3 separate regions of the Mus musculus genome follow, and all the other regions are linked to region 2. Evidence: chromatin contacts called from public Hi-C and HiChIP or PLAC-seq data. All regions are on one chromosome and are shown on one strand. Each heading gives the region's core, a stretch centred on a gene start, on an enhancer-like site or on the middle of the called end of the contact. The rest is flanking DNA. Distances are from core to core; before and after follow the strand shown. Region 1 overlaps Trip4 (thyroid hormone receptor interactor 4). Region 2 holds the start of Rbpms2 (RNA binding protein with multiple splicing 2). Region 3 holds the start of Kbtbd13 (kelch repeat and BTB (POZ) domain containing 13).

Region 1 (2,918 bases), core at 133-2,632, 210 kb after region 2:
GTGAAGGGTACCTCCTGCTCTTTCAGAGGATTAGAATCTGTTTCCAGTACCAATATCAGGCAACTCAACTGCCTGTAACTCTAGCTCCAGGGGGTCTGATGCCCCCTTCTGGCCTCTAGGTACCTGCACACACAAGACATACTTACACATAAACATACATTTAAAAAATATTTCTTGGGGGCTGGAGAGATGGCTCAGAGGTTAAAAGCACTGACTGCTTCCAGAGGTCCTGAGTTCAATTCCCAGCAACCACATGGTTGCTCAAAACCATCTATAATGGGATCGGATGCCCTCTTCTGTTGTGTCTGAAGACAGCTACAGTGTACTCATATAAATAAATAAATAGTTAAAAAATCAAATATAAATAAAATTAAATAAAAAATATTGCTCTATTTTCTGTGAAACTCAAGATAACTCAAACAAGCAATAGGATGAATATTTATACACCATCCAAAGAAACATAAATTTGATACTCATTTGCTGAGAAATGATAGTAAAAAAACAAGGTTTTTATTTTTCATAATTAAAGTGTTTCCAAAACAGAAAAAAAAAAAAAAAAAAAAAAAAGCCAAACCATTTCGTATGGCTAGTAAGAGCACAGCAATTCAGAAGAGAGCAGTCTGGTGTCTGAGTCAAGAAGACCCAGGCAGCACTGGTCAACCTTGTGTACTGTGACAAGCATAATGCAAACTGTGTACCAAGGCTCTGGTGAAGTTATTTGACACAGCCTTGGATGAGGTTTGCCAGAAACAGCTATATTCATGTGAATTTGAATTCATTTTTGGTACTTGCATGTCTAGAAACCTTTTATACTGCTAAATTTCTCTAAACCCCACATTCACTTTCAAAGTCCCAAAAGGAGAGGCTGTGACTCAATTCGTCAGAAGTTGAGTTTGCCTCTGTACCTGGCTTCCTAGAATGTTTCAAAGCCCTATTACATGGCTTCATCTTGTTCTTCCTTCAGGACTTTGTTCAAATGTCAATTCTGACATAAATCTCTCCCGACCCCACTATTTAAAAATCAGCGGTAGAGTGCTTGCTGCTTGCCAAGAATGCACAAGGCTCTGGTTCAATAATCAGCACCAACAAAAATAAATAATGAAAACATAAGGAAATCACAGCACCAATTACCCTATAAATTTAGCACTTTGAACTTCTTTCCTACCTTATCTTTTTCCATAGTACTTACCATGATCTGATAACATATATTTATATTTTTTGCTTCTCTTCACTAAGATGAAAGCTTCAAAAGGGCAGACATTCCCACACCCACCCTTGGAGGGAGGGCTAGGAGATGGCTCAGTGCCTAAGAGCATCTGCTGTGAAAAAAACAGGGCTCAAGTACAGGAAGCTTCAAGTTCAGTGGAAAATGGTCTCAGAAAGTAAGGAGACTGATAGAGGAAGGCACCGGATGTTCTCTGCCCCTCTCTCTGCTAGGATCAGACACAACATACATTAGGCAATCAATGAATAGTTGTTGAATGCTGTTGGCACCGTCCCAGCAGCTGGGATCATGAGCCTTTTACCACAACTTCCACTGAACTTGAGAGTGTTCACAAGAAACAGAAATGAGGAACAAAGCAGAAGTCTAAAGAGAAGTCCATTTGGATAAGTCTTGTATCTCTCAAGAATATAATAACCCTTGCCCTTGAGGTCTGGACACGAAGGGCCACATTACACACTAAGCAGTGCTTAGTTGGCCCGGTAATGTGGGCCTCTAGTCCCAGCTGCTGGCAAGATTGAGGCAGGCAAGCACAAGTTACAGAGAGAGTTTAAAGAGAGCCTGGGCAACTTACTGAGACTGTATTAAAGTAAAGTATAAGCAAGGCTGGGGCTGTAGCTCAGAGGTGATCGATCAGCATGCACAATGCCCTTGGTTCAATGCCCAGCACTGTGGAGGGGTGGAGGGAAAGAAGGCTTTGTATCTTTGGTCTGAGATTTACAAAGCAGCAACTGCAGCGGCTCAGCAAGAATCAATTCGCAAGGGTAATGAACACAAATAAACTCTAATGTCACATCCAGTTTAGATGCTAAGCTAAGGGTCACTGATAGAGCATAATAAATAGGTCGGGAAATATGAGCTTTATAATCAAGGAACAATCCAAATTTGGGCACAGACTCTGGCAGGTGCTTTTATTTTGGTCTGTAGAGACTTTTATCACGAGTTCCAGCCCGAGGAGCAGCAGAGGTGGGCCTACCTCTCTTTCATGCCTCATAACTTTCATAGCTGTCTAACATAACAAGTAATTAACTGCCAAACAGCTATTTCTTCTCCTCTGAGGGGAAACTGCTCACCAGTCATTTAGAAAACATTGTTTTGTCATTTTCCAAACAGAGAGGAAAAAGGTTAGTACCTTTTGGCAACTACTACTGATTTAGAGCCAAATAAAAATTTCTGCCCAACTCGGCAAGGCCCCACTTCATCCTTTTGTTAAAATGATCAATAACTTCTTAATTATGTCACTCTTCCCAACAGATCCCCAGGTGAATTGCATATATACACACTGCACTGTGTGTGTGTGGCCATGTCTGTGTGTGTGGTGGTAGTGCCTGAAACAGGGCCTTGCACATGCTGGCCAAGCACTATCAATGAACTATAGCTCTAGCCTATAACTTATAAAAATCTTTTTCCTGTTTCCTGATGACTAATAGCAAAAGCAAACACTTAAGAAACAATTCACCCCCAGCCAACCCCCCCACACCCCATACCCCCCCACACACACGCAGATGCACAGCTTGGTCTTCATGTGGGTTCCCCAACAACTGGAGCAGGAGCTGTTCCTGAATCTACGGCATGCCTGCGGATCCCATTCCCCTAACTGGGCTGCTATGTCTTGCCTCAGTGGGAGAGGATGCACCTTGTCCTGCAGTGACTTGATGGGCCAGGGTGAGATAATACCCAGGGGTCTCTCTTCCTC
Region 2 (2,700 bases), core at 55-2,554:
CGGGAGACACCTGAGCCGAGCCCAATCCGCTCTCCTCTCAGCTATGGCTGCTCAAGGATTATCGGGGACTGCGGCTGGGATGTCTCAGTGCACATAAAGGAACCCATGGGCAGGGGCGCACGAAAGAACCCCAGTGCTCTGGCGGCTCCGCAGGGCAGTCAGGGCCGCTACTCTTCCAGTGCGACTTCAGGTAGGTGCCGGTTTTTTACAGGCTGCTGGCAGGAGACGTCCTGGTCAGCATTTATTCGGCCTGGGGGAAAATCCGGCCCTGAGGCCGCCCCCCCCCCCCCCCCCCGCCACCACTGGGTGGGAGTCTAGGCGACCCCGCCCTAGGCGTCAGCCGGCTCTTCCCTCCCCCACCCTGGGGTTCGGAATTGGAGCGGAAAAAGAACGAGCCGTGAGAAGTCTTAAAAGCGGGGTGGAGGTAACGAACGGAACCTTCTAGGTTAGTCGAGGTACCCCCCCTTCCTGAAGTTAAAAAGGATTGGGCTTCCTTCACCTCCTCTTTTGAGGTGACGGAGGTTGTGAGAGTGAGGAAAGAATTTGTATTCTAATCCCCACCAACTGGGCTGGAATCCTCTGGCCAGATAGGGGAAGTGATTTCCTCAAGGTCACTCAGCCAAAAAAAAAAAAAAAAAAAAAACTCTCGGTGACTTGCTCAAGATCAGGTGTTTGCCGCCCTACCCCTTCCTCGCCTTCACCCCCAAAACCCGGTCCCCGGCTGCTTCGCGCGAAGAGAACCGCTGGCCCGGACCCGACAGGAATTCGGGGCGAACGATGTGCTCGCGACAGCCTACACCTCCACATCTGGGCATGAAACCGGGAGCCCCGCTGCCGCCGCCGCCGCCCTCGCCCTGGCTGGGGATGCAACGTGCGGGTCACCTCAAGCTCCACCCAAGCCCGCGCGGCTCCTTTAAGAAAAGTTCTCTGAGAGAGTTCATCAAAGTTTAAAAAACTTGTCTGGGAGAAGGGAACGGTGGGGTGCAAGGGAGCCGAGTCGGGGAGAGAAAGGGAGAAGGGGGTGGGGGTCGACCAAGGAAGCGGAGTCGGGAAAACGCCGGAGCCAAGGAAGGCAGAAAGGCCGGAGCGTCGCGGCCCGGGCCGGGGCTGGGGACCGGGCCGGGGCCGGGGCGAGCCCGCACTGGGCTGCGGGGATTGGCTGCGCGTTCCCCCGGAGACCGCGCGCGGGGCGGGGGCGGGGCGGGGGAGGGGCGGGCCGGGCCCCAGCTGAGGCCGGTTCCGGCGCCCGCCCCCTCCTCCGGCGCCCGCCCCCCGCCGCCGCGAGCGCACTCGCGGGCCGCCCTGAAAAGCCGGAGGCGGTGGCCGCACGGGCTCCGCTCCCTCGGGTTCCCGGTGCCTTGCCCCTCCGGCCGCCTCCCGCACCCGCCAAACTTAATGTGATCCCCCCCCCCTTTCCTTTCTCCGTAGCCTGACGCGGCAGCAGCCGCTTTCCTCACCAGCTCGCACTCTCCTCGGGGGCGCACGGCTCGCCGTGCCCCTGCCCACCACGGGACAGAGCGTCCCGCTTCCCTCTCCGCGTCCCCCCTCACCATGAGCAACCTGAAGCCGGACGTCGAGCACTGCACGGGCGCGGGCACCGGCAGCCCGCTGGAGGAGGAGGTGGGTGTGCGGCCGCGGGAGCCGGCGCGCGTGAGGTGCACGCGGGGCCGCGGGCGGCGCGAGGTCCTGCGGGCCACCGCTCCTGGCGCCTTCCCTCCGCTGCCCTTCGCCCTGGGGAGGAGCAGCCCATGTCCAGCGGGCGGAGGCGTGCGGCCTGAACTAGCCCGGCGGGGCCGGCATTGTCTCCCCGCCCTCCGGGGCTCGAGGAGGGCGCGCGTCCCCGTGGTGGGCTCGGGGCGCCGCGGAGGTCCTACTCCCGCTGCCCTCCTTCCCCAAGCCCGGTGGGGCTTACGCTTCGCCTGAGGCGCGCCTCCTGGGTGGCCTGGACCTCCGCCCCGACTGTAAGGAGCTGAGAGGGATTATCCCGGTGGGTGCGGGAAGCTGGCTCACCCTCCAGCCTTTCCACCTCGCCCCCTCCCCGTGACCTTGGAGGCCTGGCCGGCTGCCCTGCGCTTAGGTTAGAGCTGTGGTCTCAGTGGGCAGGCGGGCTTTTCGCCCTGTCTCAGAACTTGGGCTTCTTCAGAGAGTTGAGCCGGCAATTTAATTAAAGTCGGAAAAGAGAGAAGTTAGAAGCCTTGAGTATCCCCTGTTCTCGCCCTTTGACCTAGTAGCCAAGCCAGTACCCCACACTGGCCAGGGTGGGATCTTCCAAGGAGAGGTGACATAATCTTGTCCAGCTGCCCTATGCAGAAAAAGAGGTTATGAGACCGCGTCAAGGAATCATCACTGCTCGTGGTTTTATCGCCTGGTGAGGACGACGTACTTGTGGGGGATAAAAAACCTTTAAGGTAACTTCGAGTGGAAACTAGGCAGGCCGGCTCAACTACTATGGGTTCTAGGCTCCTAGGGAGCTCTTTAACGTATGCTGTGTCACTCCAGGGCTGAGAGACCCTTCCTGCCCCGCCCTGGCATACTTTTGCCCAGGAAACCAAGGGCCAGTTATCCAGCCCTAGGGCCCTTCCCCTTGGTCTGGGGTAGAAACCGCAGAGGCCCTGATGTTTCTTACTGGTTGTGCTAATGAGTTGGTGCAGAATGACCCACTGTTGGGCTGGGCCAGCAAGAGGCCTGCTACCAGCTTCA
Region 3 (2,714 bases), core at 201-2,700, 240 kb before region 2:
CACACAGTCAAGGCTCATGAGGACACCGCCAAGGTTCATGGAGACTTGTGTTATCTTCTGAAGTCATTCCAAGCTCACAACTCTGGCAGTGCGGTGGCCACAGGTCCAGTAGTGCCAGGAGGCAGCCGCAGAAGAAAGGTCTGTAAAGAGCCAGGCCGAGGAAAGCCAGCCTTTTCCCTGAGCAGCCGCCAGGTGCCATCTTCAATGGCATAGACCAACGTGGATACACGGTTGACAGTATAAACGGTGTCCCCACGCACTACAGACGTGAAGAGTGCTCCCTTGCTGTTGACAAATTGGCCAGGTAGCGATGTCCACTGGCCTGTGACCAGGTTGAGGCAATCGATGGCACAGTGCAGGAAATCATCGGAAGGTCCATTTCGTACTACATAGAGACTATCGCGATGGGCCACCATAAAGTGACCGTAGCTCTGTGAACGACACAGTTCAGCCACTGGCAGCCACTTGTCCATTTGCACCACATACTCGACAACGGCAGTGATGTCTGCCGGCCTCCACAGGCACACGAAGAGGCGGCCACGTGCCTGGGCACAGGGAACCCCTGTAGCCGGCTGTGGCAAGTCCGCCACGAAGCTCCAGCAACCTGTGGCGGGATCATAGCACTCCACGGAGCTCATGGGTGTCCTCTGGAATTCGCCACCAATGGCATAGAGGCGGCCTTCGAAGCCAGCCAGCGCCATATCATAGCGCGGTTGGTGAGGGCTGGGGAATTCGCACCAGGTGCCACCCTCTGGGTCGTAACAGAAGCCTAGCTCCACTACTTCCTTGCTGGCACCACACACGCCACCCACGATGTAGAGCTTGTTGCCCAGGGTGGCCACACCCGCCAGCAGTGTGCTGGCCTCCAGGGGCAGCGCGGCCAGCGTGCGCCATGCGTCCTCTTCCTCGTCCAGGAAGCACATGGTGCGCGACGCATCCTCTAGGAAGCCCGGTGTGGGCGTGTGCGTGCTCACCGCCACGTAGGTGCTGGGTCGCAGCGCCGCCACGTAGGCTCGGGCCTCGGGCAGCTCCAGTTGTGCCACCAGCTCGTGCGACCCGTCGCGGATGAAGAGCGCAGCGCTGTGGAGCACGTCGCGCAGGCCGAAGGCGGCGGCCGCGTCGCACAAAAGCGAGCAGTTGTCCGACGTGACGCTGTGCTCCAGGAAGCGCGCGAGCGCGGGCGCCTGCAGGAACGCGGCGCACTCCACCGCCTGCAGCAACTCGTCCTCGGCCGCCAGCGCCGGCCGCTCTCCGCGCAGCACCCGCAGCGCCGTGCGGAAGCCGGAGGCGCTCAGCGCGCCCAGGCGCACCTCCGCGGCGCGCGCCTCCCGCATGCCAGAGCGGAAAAGCCCGCGGAAGAAGCCGCAGTGCTCCACCAGCAGCGACTGCTCCGCCTGGAAGAGTTGACCGTCCACCCACACCTGCACTGGGACCTCGGGGCCTGGGGGCATGATGAGCCAGAGGGGTGGAGGCTGCTGCCGCTGGGGGGCCTAGATTTGCCAGGGGCCACTGACTCTGGGGCTACCCCGGGGCGGGGAGGGGAAAAAAAAACTTCCCTGGGGGTTATAAATACCTTCCTGGCTAAAGATAGGATCTGCTCATGTGATGTGGCCCGCAGGCTTGGATAGCCTCCGAGCCCAGAGGGCATCTGGACACCTGTGTGGTCATTCAGTTCCGTTAAGAGACTAGTGACAGGGCCGAAGAGATGTTCAACAGGTTCTTGTCTAGAAGCCTGGTTGGCTTGGGTTCAACCTAGAACCTACATAAAGGTGGAAGGAGGAAACCCCCTTCACAAAGAGGACTCTGACCGCTGTATTCACTGGCGTTCATCCCACCTCCACAGAGACACAGATAACTTTTTTTTTTTTTTAAAGAATGAATTCCCACTGTGTTGTGGGCCTTACCAGGCCTGCTTTTAAAGATATCGTATTTAACTGACACTGTACTAAGCTGTATATACAACACATGTACCTCCTTGGCTCTGTTTCCTCGCCTTTAAAATAGGGCAAATAGAAACATCTACACACAGTATTAGGACAAATGCCATAAGGGTTCTGGATGAGGCCTGGAGAGTTTATATGACTTGGCTAAGGTCTTTCCGATGAGGACAAGCGTTCATCAGCTCAAAGGAGTGGGGAAGGCAGGTTGAAGGGAGAGACCAAAGAGGACCAAAATAAATGGGCAGCCTAGGAATCTCAGATATGTCTATGCTTATGCTTGCTGGATAGCCCAATCTATACCCCACTCCCATTTTGCCTGCATGTATGTAAATGCATCACAGACATGCCCTGGGCTTGAATACTGGAAGACGATTTCAGATCCCTTGGAAATGGAATTATGGGAATGGAAAAGAAAAAAGAAAAGAAATTATGGGAATAAAGTCCTGTCCTCTGGATGAAGAGCAAGGGTTTGCTCTTAATGTTGAGTGGTCTCCGCAGTTCCATCTCAACCTCTTTTTGAGCCCTTTCCTTTCATGTAACAGAGCATCCAGTGAGCCCTAGAGGTGGAAGTTGCCCCTCTCTTGGAATGGAAATGGGAAGCTAGTGTTGGTTTTCACTTGCCTGACCCCTCTGTGGCTGCCACTGTGGGTGATACGTACTTTGACTCCTAACCCTTGCGACATTCATGAGTAGTTACTCTGGCCCTCTGCCCAATATCCTTGGTGAATAGACAATCTCCACTTACTTCACAGCAACACTGTGAGCTGGATTTCT

What was found. Hi-C and Micro-C count contacts between places; a contact is called where the count stands out from the background. HiChIP or PLAC-seq counts read pairs in DNA pulled down with a chosen protein or histone mark.
Region 1: an H3K4me3 HiChIP or PLAC-seq map of embryonic forebrain shows a contact between it and region 2, with 5 times the contacts expected there. The contact joins the enhancer-like site here to the promoter of Rbpms2 in region 2. A contact is called at or near these places in 7 of 39 promoter capture datasets (the C10 cell line, the HPC-7 cell line, cranial neural crest and 3 more), 2 of 15 datasets of contacts at CTCF or cohesin (the NIH/3T3 cell line and large pre-B cells), 12 of 484 Hi-C or Micro-C datasets (B cells, the F1.1 cell line, the HPC-7 cell line and 8 more), 17 of 115 datasets of contacts at active chromatin or transcription factors (the 230-238 cell line, PVALB interneurons, bone marrow-derived macrophages and 11 more) and 4 of 9 other capture datasets (adipose tissue, embryonic stem cells, liver and 1 more).
Region 3: a Hi-C map of bone marrow-derived macrophages shows a contact between it and region 2, with 28 read pairs. The contact joins the promoter of Kbtbd13 here to the promoter of Rbpms2 in region 2. A contact is called at or near these places in 2 of 39 promoter capture datasets (hematopoietic stem and progenitor cells and neutrophils), 1 of 15 datasets of contacts at CTCF or cohesin (large pre-B cells), 1 of 484 Hi-C or Micro-C datasets (bone marrow-derived macrophages) and 1 of 9 other capture datasets (adipose tissue).

What each region holds. Positions count from the first base shown.
Region 1 is chr9:65,843,164-65,846,081 of GRCm38.p6, forward strand. All of the region lies in intron 12 of Trip4 (thyroid hormone receptor interactor 4), which reads right to left. Among named protein-coding and RNA genes, the nearest start is that of Zfp609, 17 kb to the left of the region's middle. Within about 2 kb of position 1,383, at least 45 of the 459 cell types and tissues checked have an H3K27ac peak or open chromatin away from gene starts, as enhancers often do. A contact at or near this core is called in the HPC-7 cell line, adipose tissue, bone marrow-derived macrophages and 5 more, where this site is marked.
Region 2 is chr9:65,629,278-65,631,977 of GRCm38.p6, forward strand. Rbpms2 (RNA binding protein with multiple splicing 2) reads left to right here and starts at 1,305. Exons shown (of 8, transcript NM_028030.3): 1 at 1,305-1,620. The coding sequence starts at 1,552.
Region 3 is chr9:65,390,202-65,392,915 of GRCm38.p6, forward strand. It overlaps Kbtbd13 (kelch repeat and BTB (POZ) domain containing 13), which reads right to left and starts at 1,451. Exons shown (of 1, transcript NM_028974.1): 1 at 1-1,451. The coding sequence starts at 1,451. The coding sequence ends at 75.